Regions from separate parts of the Hordeum vulgare genome. Here region 1 is linked to region 2. Evidence: chromatin contacts called from public Hi-C data. All regions are on one chromosome and are shown on one strand. The core of a region is the stretch at or near the end of the contact, and the rest is flanking DNA. Distances in the headings are between cores, read along the strand shown.

Region 1 (3,216 bases), core at 202-2,701, 230 kb after region 2:
GAGCAGCATTACTTATACAAGTCGTAGCATCAAGAATTTACAAATCAGCAGCAGCAGCAATCATCATCATCGGAATCACAATATCCTCCTGGAATCGCAGAACCCCCTCTCGCGGTAACAATCCATCCGTCCATCCAGCAATTAATCGCCCTTATTTTCCCGAGCCCAACGCCATCATGTCATCATCAATCTCCTCCCCCTCGGAGGCGAGGCGAGGCGATGAGTCAGACCCTCACCTCTCCATCTCGGCCTCGTCCTCGCCGGTGGCGGACGGCGGGGGAGGCGAGGATAGCTGCGCCGCAGCGAGCGCGTCGGCGAGCGCGCGCATGGCCTTGACCTGCATCTCCAGCGCGGCCACGTAGTCGGCCGTCTCCTCGAGCAGGTCGGGGGCCTGCAGCTTCCGGCAGCCCGGGACGAGCCGGCCCAGCACGCGGAGCCGGTCCTTCACCTTCTTCTCCTTGAGCACCGGTGGCTCGCCGGCGGCCGCGGCCTTGGACGCAGCGGCCGCGGCGCGCGCCTGCGGGCGGCGGTGGCGTCGGATCTTCCCGCCGGCCTTGACGAGCACGCGGCGGCGGCAGGACGCGGCGCCGGCCAGCAGGATGGCGCGGCTCCAGCGCGACTGTCCGCGCGCCGTGAGCGCCAGCGCGGAATCGGCGGCCGCCTTGACGGCGCGCGGCTGCGTGTGGTGCGCGGAGGACGCGGCGCCGGACCGCGTGGCCCGCAGCGCGTCCAGCAGGCGCCGGCCGTAGATCCTCTCCTGCGTGCCGCTGCGCCACTTGGTCTGCGGCGGTCCGGCGGCCCCCGGCGCGGCCCCGCCCGGTTTCCCCCGCCGCTTGGCCCCGCCCATCCGGACACCCGCCGCGGCCGACGACGACGAGGAAGACGACGACCCGCCTATAGAGATCATGGCCGCGCACCTGGATGGAGAAATCAATCGGCGGGTGGCGTGCGGAGGTGACTCAGCGGAGAGAGGTGGGTGGGAGAAAGGAGAAGATGGTGGTGGTGGTGGTGGTGGAGATGGTGGGAGTATGAAGAAGAAAGAGAAGGTGGAGGAGAGGAGAGGAGAGGAGAGATTAGCTTTCCGTCGCGGGGGTGGGCGTACTTATTTGCTGGTGCGGTGGTGGTGGTGGTGGTGATTAGCGACTGGATTAGACATTGGAGTAGTCCTAGTGCGGGTGTTGCCTGCTCGCTCCTTCCTTCCTTCGTCGCCGCGCCTTTGTTTGGTGTGGAATTTGGCGCTGTAGCGTGGCCTCCGCGCTGCTCGCTCGCTCGCTCGCTACGGTCGCTATTGATGAGTGCGCGCTTTCTTATTTTCACTTTTTTGCCGTGCTAGTATTAGTGTTTCCCAACGTTGTGGTTCATATTAAGCCCTTTTGATTTTACCTGAAAAAGGGCCTTTTTATCCGAAAGATGCGCCCTTTTTGATTTCGTGGTGTATATATTATTATTTTTTACCATAAACTTGGTCAAAGTTTATAGTTTTGACTTTAAGTAAATTCAGCGTGCCAAATAAACAAAAACAAAGGAGTATCGATCTTCGACCACTTTGTTAAAACCACGTGTCATCTCCATGCTAGCTATCAGCACTCAAGTCAGAGTCGTTGTTGAAGTCGGAATCACTAGTTGATTCATAATAATAGTGATGTCGTGAGTGTTGGGTTTTCTTGTTGCGAAAAATACTCGATCATTTAGTAATACGCAACCTTAGAGAAAATACAGCCAAATCCATGGAGCACCAAACCATGATTATAAGCACTCAAGCACGTCGAAGATGCTGTCGTCATGCCCCTTCCTTATGGGAGCGGGTCGAACCTTATTATAATAGACCATCGGAAAGTCCTCGTGCTAAGAGGACAAATAACCAACACACCGGCATATATCAATCATCGCCGACGATGAAAAGTGTAGATCAAAAGGGTCATTCCTGCAAAGACATCAACGAAATAAGGGTCAAACAAATCCAAATGGATCCGTCAGAGACGCGCCTCATCGTCTTCCGTCGGAGAGGGGACGGGACGGGGACGACATTACACTAAATCTGAGACACATTTGTTCTCTTGTCGTCCAGCCAAAAACACTGAAACTACCTAAAGCACTGATGCACTCCCTCAAGGGAGGGAGTCCGTTGTACCTCCAAGGCCCAAGGGCCATCTTAGGTGGGGTGGACGAACAGTGGTGCTGGCAGGGATGAAACCCTAAAATTTGTTGAGTCATTATGGAGAAAGAGAACAATTCATTACGTGGGTGTGTACATAACCTATGAGTGTTGAGTTACTTGTGTGCATGTTAATTTTTGTTCACACGTTTCTATCTAATGTATTTGTCTATTTTATCAACTTAATTTGAATGAGGTGAAATTTGCCTCCAAGTTTACGAAATATGCCTAGTTGATTGAGGATCTTTAAGTCACATTAAACCAAGCTTAGTCACAAAATTGACCTCGTGGTTCTTTGTTCTGCTTATTTTTATTCCTCATTTTGCATTTGAGATCCATAGGTTTTCAGTTAGGTTTGAAGATATGAACTAGACCCTTAAAAGGATGGTGAAAGAACGTGGATGTCGCGTAGAGGTGGGGGGATAAGCGCTTTAAAATAATTATAGTTTCGGTTTCAACAAATGCAGAAAAAAAACTAACTTTAATTGGTCAAGCACAAAACCTAAAACAACTAGGCTCACCTAAGTGCACCAACAACTTATGCTAAGCAAGATAAACAACTAAATGATAGCAAGATATATGATGTGAAACAATATGGCTATTATAAAGTAAAGTGCATAAGTAAAGGGCTCGGGTAAGAGATAACCGAGGCACGTGGAGACGATGATGTATCCCGAAGTTCACACCCTTGCAGATGCTAATCTCCGTTTGGAGTGGTGTGGAGGCACAGTGCTCCCCAAGAAGCCACTAGGACTGACGTAATCTCCTCACGCCCTCGCACAATACAAGATGTCGTGATTCCACTAAGGGATCCTTGAGAGTGGTCACCGAACCCATACAAATAAGGTCGGGGCAATCTCCACAACTTATCTAGAGGCTCCCAACACCACCACCACGAAGCTTCACCACAATGGATTGTCGCTCCGAGGTGACCTCAAATGCTCGGGGCAGTCTCCACAACCTAATTGGAGACCCCGACGCTTGCCGAGAGCTTTACACCATAATTATTGAGCTCCGAGGCACCACCAACCGTCTAGGGCGCCAAAGCACCCAAGAGGCAC
Region 2 (3,015 bases), core at 31-2,530:
TGCAGTAGTAAACTTGTGTTGTGGACTTGTGGTGGACGCCAATATCAAATAATACCCAAATTTATGCCTGAAAAAGGCATAATTCTGAAAAACTGAGGTGCAACACTAATGACATATAAAAAAGATGTTGTTAAGTTTCACTTCATAATAAAGCAACGAACGAAAGGTAACATTACCCATATATAGGTTTTATGCTCCAAGGAAAAAATGCAGCAGAGACCAAAAATTGTGATGTTGAGGGTGACAGCTTCATCATGTCCTTCATTTGATACGAGACAGCTGTCCAGACAAAAGATCTGAAACCCTACAACATTGAAGAATATAAAATTAGAACATTTAAAATGTTAACATGTTGTGATTTGTGAAGCATTCGATAAAAACAAAGAGATTTGAAGGAGGGCCTCTTTAATTATGCTGAATACAGACAAGGAATTTTGCAACTGAGGCATATCACCAAAGCATGGAAATGGAACAAGAGCTAACGATATGAATGAACAACCTTGGCCCCCTACATGACATGCCACCAATGCCCGGCATCCAGTGCAATTACCACATCAAGTTGTTTAAGGCATCGCAGTCCAATGCAAGACTTGCCAACACTTGATAGTTTCACATTTCCATGGGGCAGAGAATGATTCATCGGTTCTTCAGCGCAATTGAGTCTCTCTATACAGAAAGTGACTGATTTGGCAAGCATATAAATAAACACTAGACGTCCATCTCAAGCTACTGTGGCAGCACGGGCTTCGCGTCCGCAACAAGATAAAATTAGCGTGCTGTCTACAAAAGGAATTATTCAAAATAGGAGTCCAGGTATCCTTCATCATCTTGCGTGTTCTGGAAACGCAAATCACGAAATGATCATACGGACACGCACATGAGTGGCGGATCTATCTGAATCGACGGCGCGTGTGCGGAGAAATGGGAGAGAGGAATAGACCTGGATGAAGTAGATCAGGCAGACGAGCCACAGGAACGGCGCCCCGAACGCCGCAGCCATCCGCCCCGCCCACCACGGCGAGGCCGCCTCCGCCTCCGCCATGTTCACGACTCACGAGGGAAACGGATTTCCCCCTCCTCCTCCGGCAAAAGAAACCTCCGGGAGATCTCGGTGTTGGATCGGGAGTTGGGGAGAGAGACGGATTGGAGTGAGGGCGGTGCGAGAGATGCGGGAATGCGCTGCCCGTATGACACATGCACGGAGACGTCGGAGGATGGATGTCCTCCGGCTTGACGGGGTTTGTGAGGGCTGACTGAGACGTCACCCGTGGGCCTGGCCGTGTCACAGCTCATCGACATGTGCCGTTTGATTGGCGCGGCGGATTTTGACAACCACTCACACTCTGCCACGCCGACAGCTCCAGCGAGCTTTGCTCTAGCTTCGTTGACTAGAGCGGCCCGTGTAAGCTAAGATAAAATGTCTTCCTCTATTCCTCCATCCGTTTTTTTTTAATAAAAGTACACGTTCTTGCTTGTGAGGTCACTTGAGCTAAAGTTATCCATCTACCATAGGAGGGGAATGTTACTTGGATACTCACTTATAAACATTCATTCTTCACGATTTCCTTCTAGTAGAGTCGTCATATTGTGGTTTTTGTTAGAGTAAAACGAGATTGAATGAAAGTGAATGGACGATTAGTCCTGATCTCTATTAATTCTCAAGTATATATACATCTGGAAGAGGTGTGAAGAAGAGGTGTCTGTTCGAAGGCATCCCTCCAGAACAGGTGCATGTTGGCAATATATAGAGAGAGAGGAGACACGACTGTTCGGGGTTGGACACATCCCTTGCCCAATTAATCTACTAATTAATTTCTAACACTCCCCCTTGTACAACACCGCTCCTTGAATGTGTCATCGTTGAAAGCTTCTTGCATATAGATCTTTCATCTTGAGAAATCTTCGAGATAATCTTGAGAGTCTTCCCCAAAAACACTGTGGAAAAAATATGAGGAGAACAGAGTAGATATGTTGCTAAAACTCCTTCAAACCCAGTGAAAAAAATAAGGAAAAAAATGATACAACATATGATGATCATTGCCTCTTGATAACTCATATGAGAAAACCTTTGAAGAAGGAGAAAACTCATTGATAAGTTTAGAGAACAATTAATATGTCTTGAGTACTTTCTTTAAAAACCTTGGTAGGAAAAACAGAAAGTATGACATATGATCTTTGAGAAGATATTGCCTCACTAAAAACTATTATGAGAAACTTGAGAGAAAACTCATAAGGGAAAAAGTGCAATCGTACATGCCATTGAAAACTCCTTTAAAATCCAGCGGGAAAAATATAAGGAGAAAATGATATGGCATATAAAGACACTTGTGTTTATATTATATTGTTAAAAACCTTTATGAGAAACCGTTAGGGGAAAACTCATCAAGATAAAAATAGTACAATATATGCAATCTGATGGTTGTTAATAGGTTATAGTTTGGGAGATTACTCCCCCTGAACTTTGCAAATATGAAGGACATCTCATACCAATTCCATTGACATGAACATGAGATTGTGTATAATCTGTTGGATTATAACACTATTTTGTTTGCAAATTATTTTCTTAATTTTCTATAATCCGTGAGGGTAAGTAATTTTCGAGCAATGTGATTTATGATATTGCTCTTCATATAACCTACAAGTATTGAGTAACACAAGTGGAAGTATCTTGATAAATCAAATTATGTGATTCTGATGAATCTCAGTCACATGATTTTAAGTGTGGTTAACCATTCTACTAAGTTATGCATATTGTGCAATGCCTTTAGATAAAGCAATTATGTTAGAATGATAACTGGAAATAACATTTAAAATCCATTTATATGACTTCCATGTGAAGGCTATTCCAGCAAATTCAGTCATTGATATGGCGTCGTTGGGATCAAATAAAAAGCCAATATCATTACATCATATCATGGTCATATCTTCTATTTCCTGATGAAAATATCCAAGATTTACTGTAATCTTCAGATATAAGATGATAGTACTTATATCAACCACATACCTTTTGTTGGG

Evidence for each region. Hi-C and Micro-C count contacts between places; a contact is called where the count stands out from the background.
Region 1: a Hi-C map of leaf shows a contact between it and region 2, with 4 times the contacts expected there. The contact joins the promoter of LOC123439717 here to the promoter of LOC123443346 in region 2. A contact is called at or near these places in 4 of 6 Hi-C or Micro-C datasets (leaf and seedling) and 1 of 1 datasets of contacts at active chromatin or transcription factors (embryo).

The regions. Positions count from the first base shown.
Region 1 is chr3H:155,688,379-155,691,594 of MorexV3_pseudomolecules_assembly, forward strand. LOC123439717 (transcription factor bHLH150-like) reads right to left here and starts at 1,452. Exons shown (of 1, transcript XM_045116404.1): 1 at 1-1,452. The coding sequence starts at 907. The coding sequence ends at 233.
Region 2 is chr3H:155,462,108-155,465,122 of MorexV3_pseudomolecules_assembly, forward strand. It overlaps LOC123443346 (probable folate-biopterin transporter 4), which reads right to left and starts at 1,281. Exons shown (of 7, transcript XM_045119684.1): 1 at 941-1,281; 2 at 177-304. The coding sequence starts at 1,042.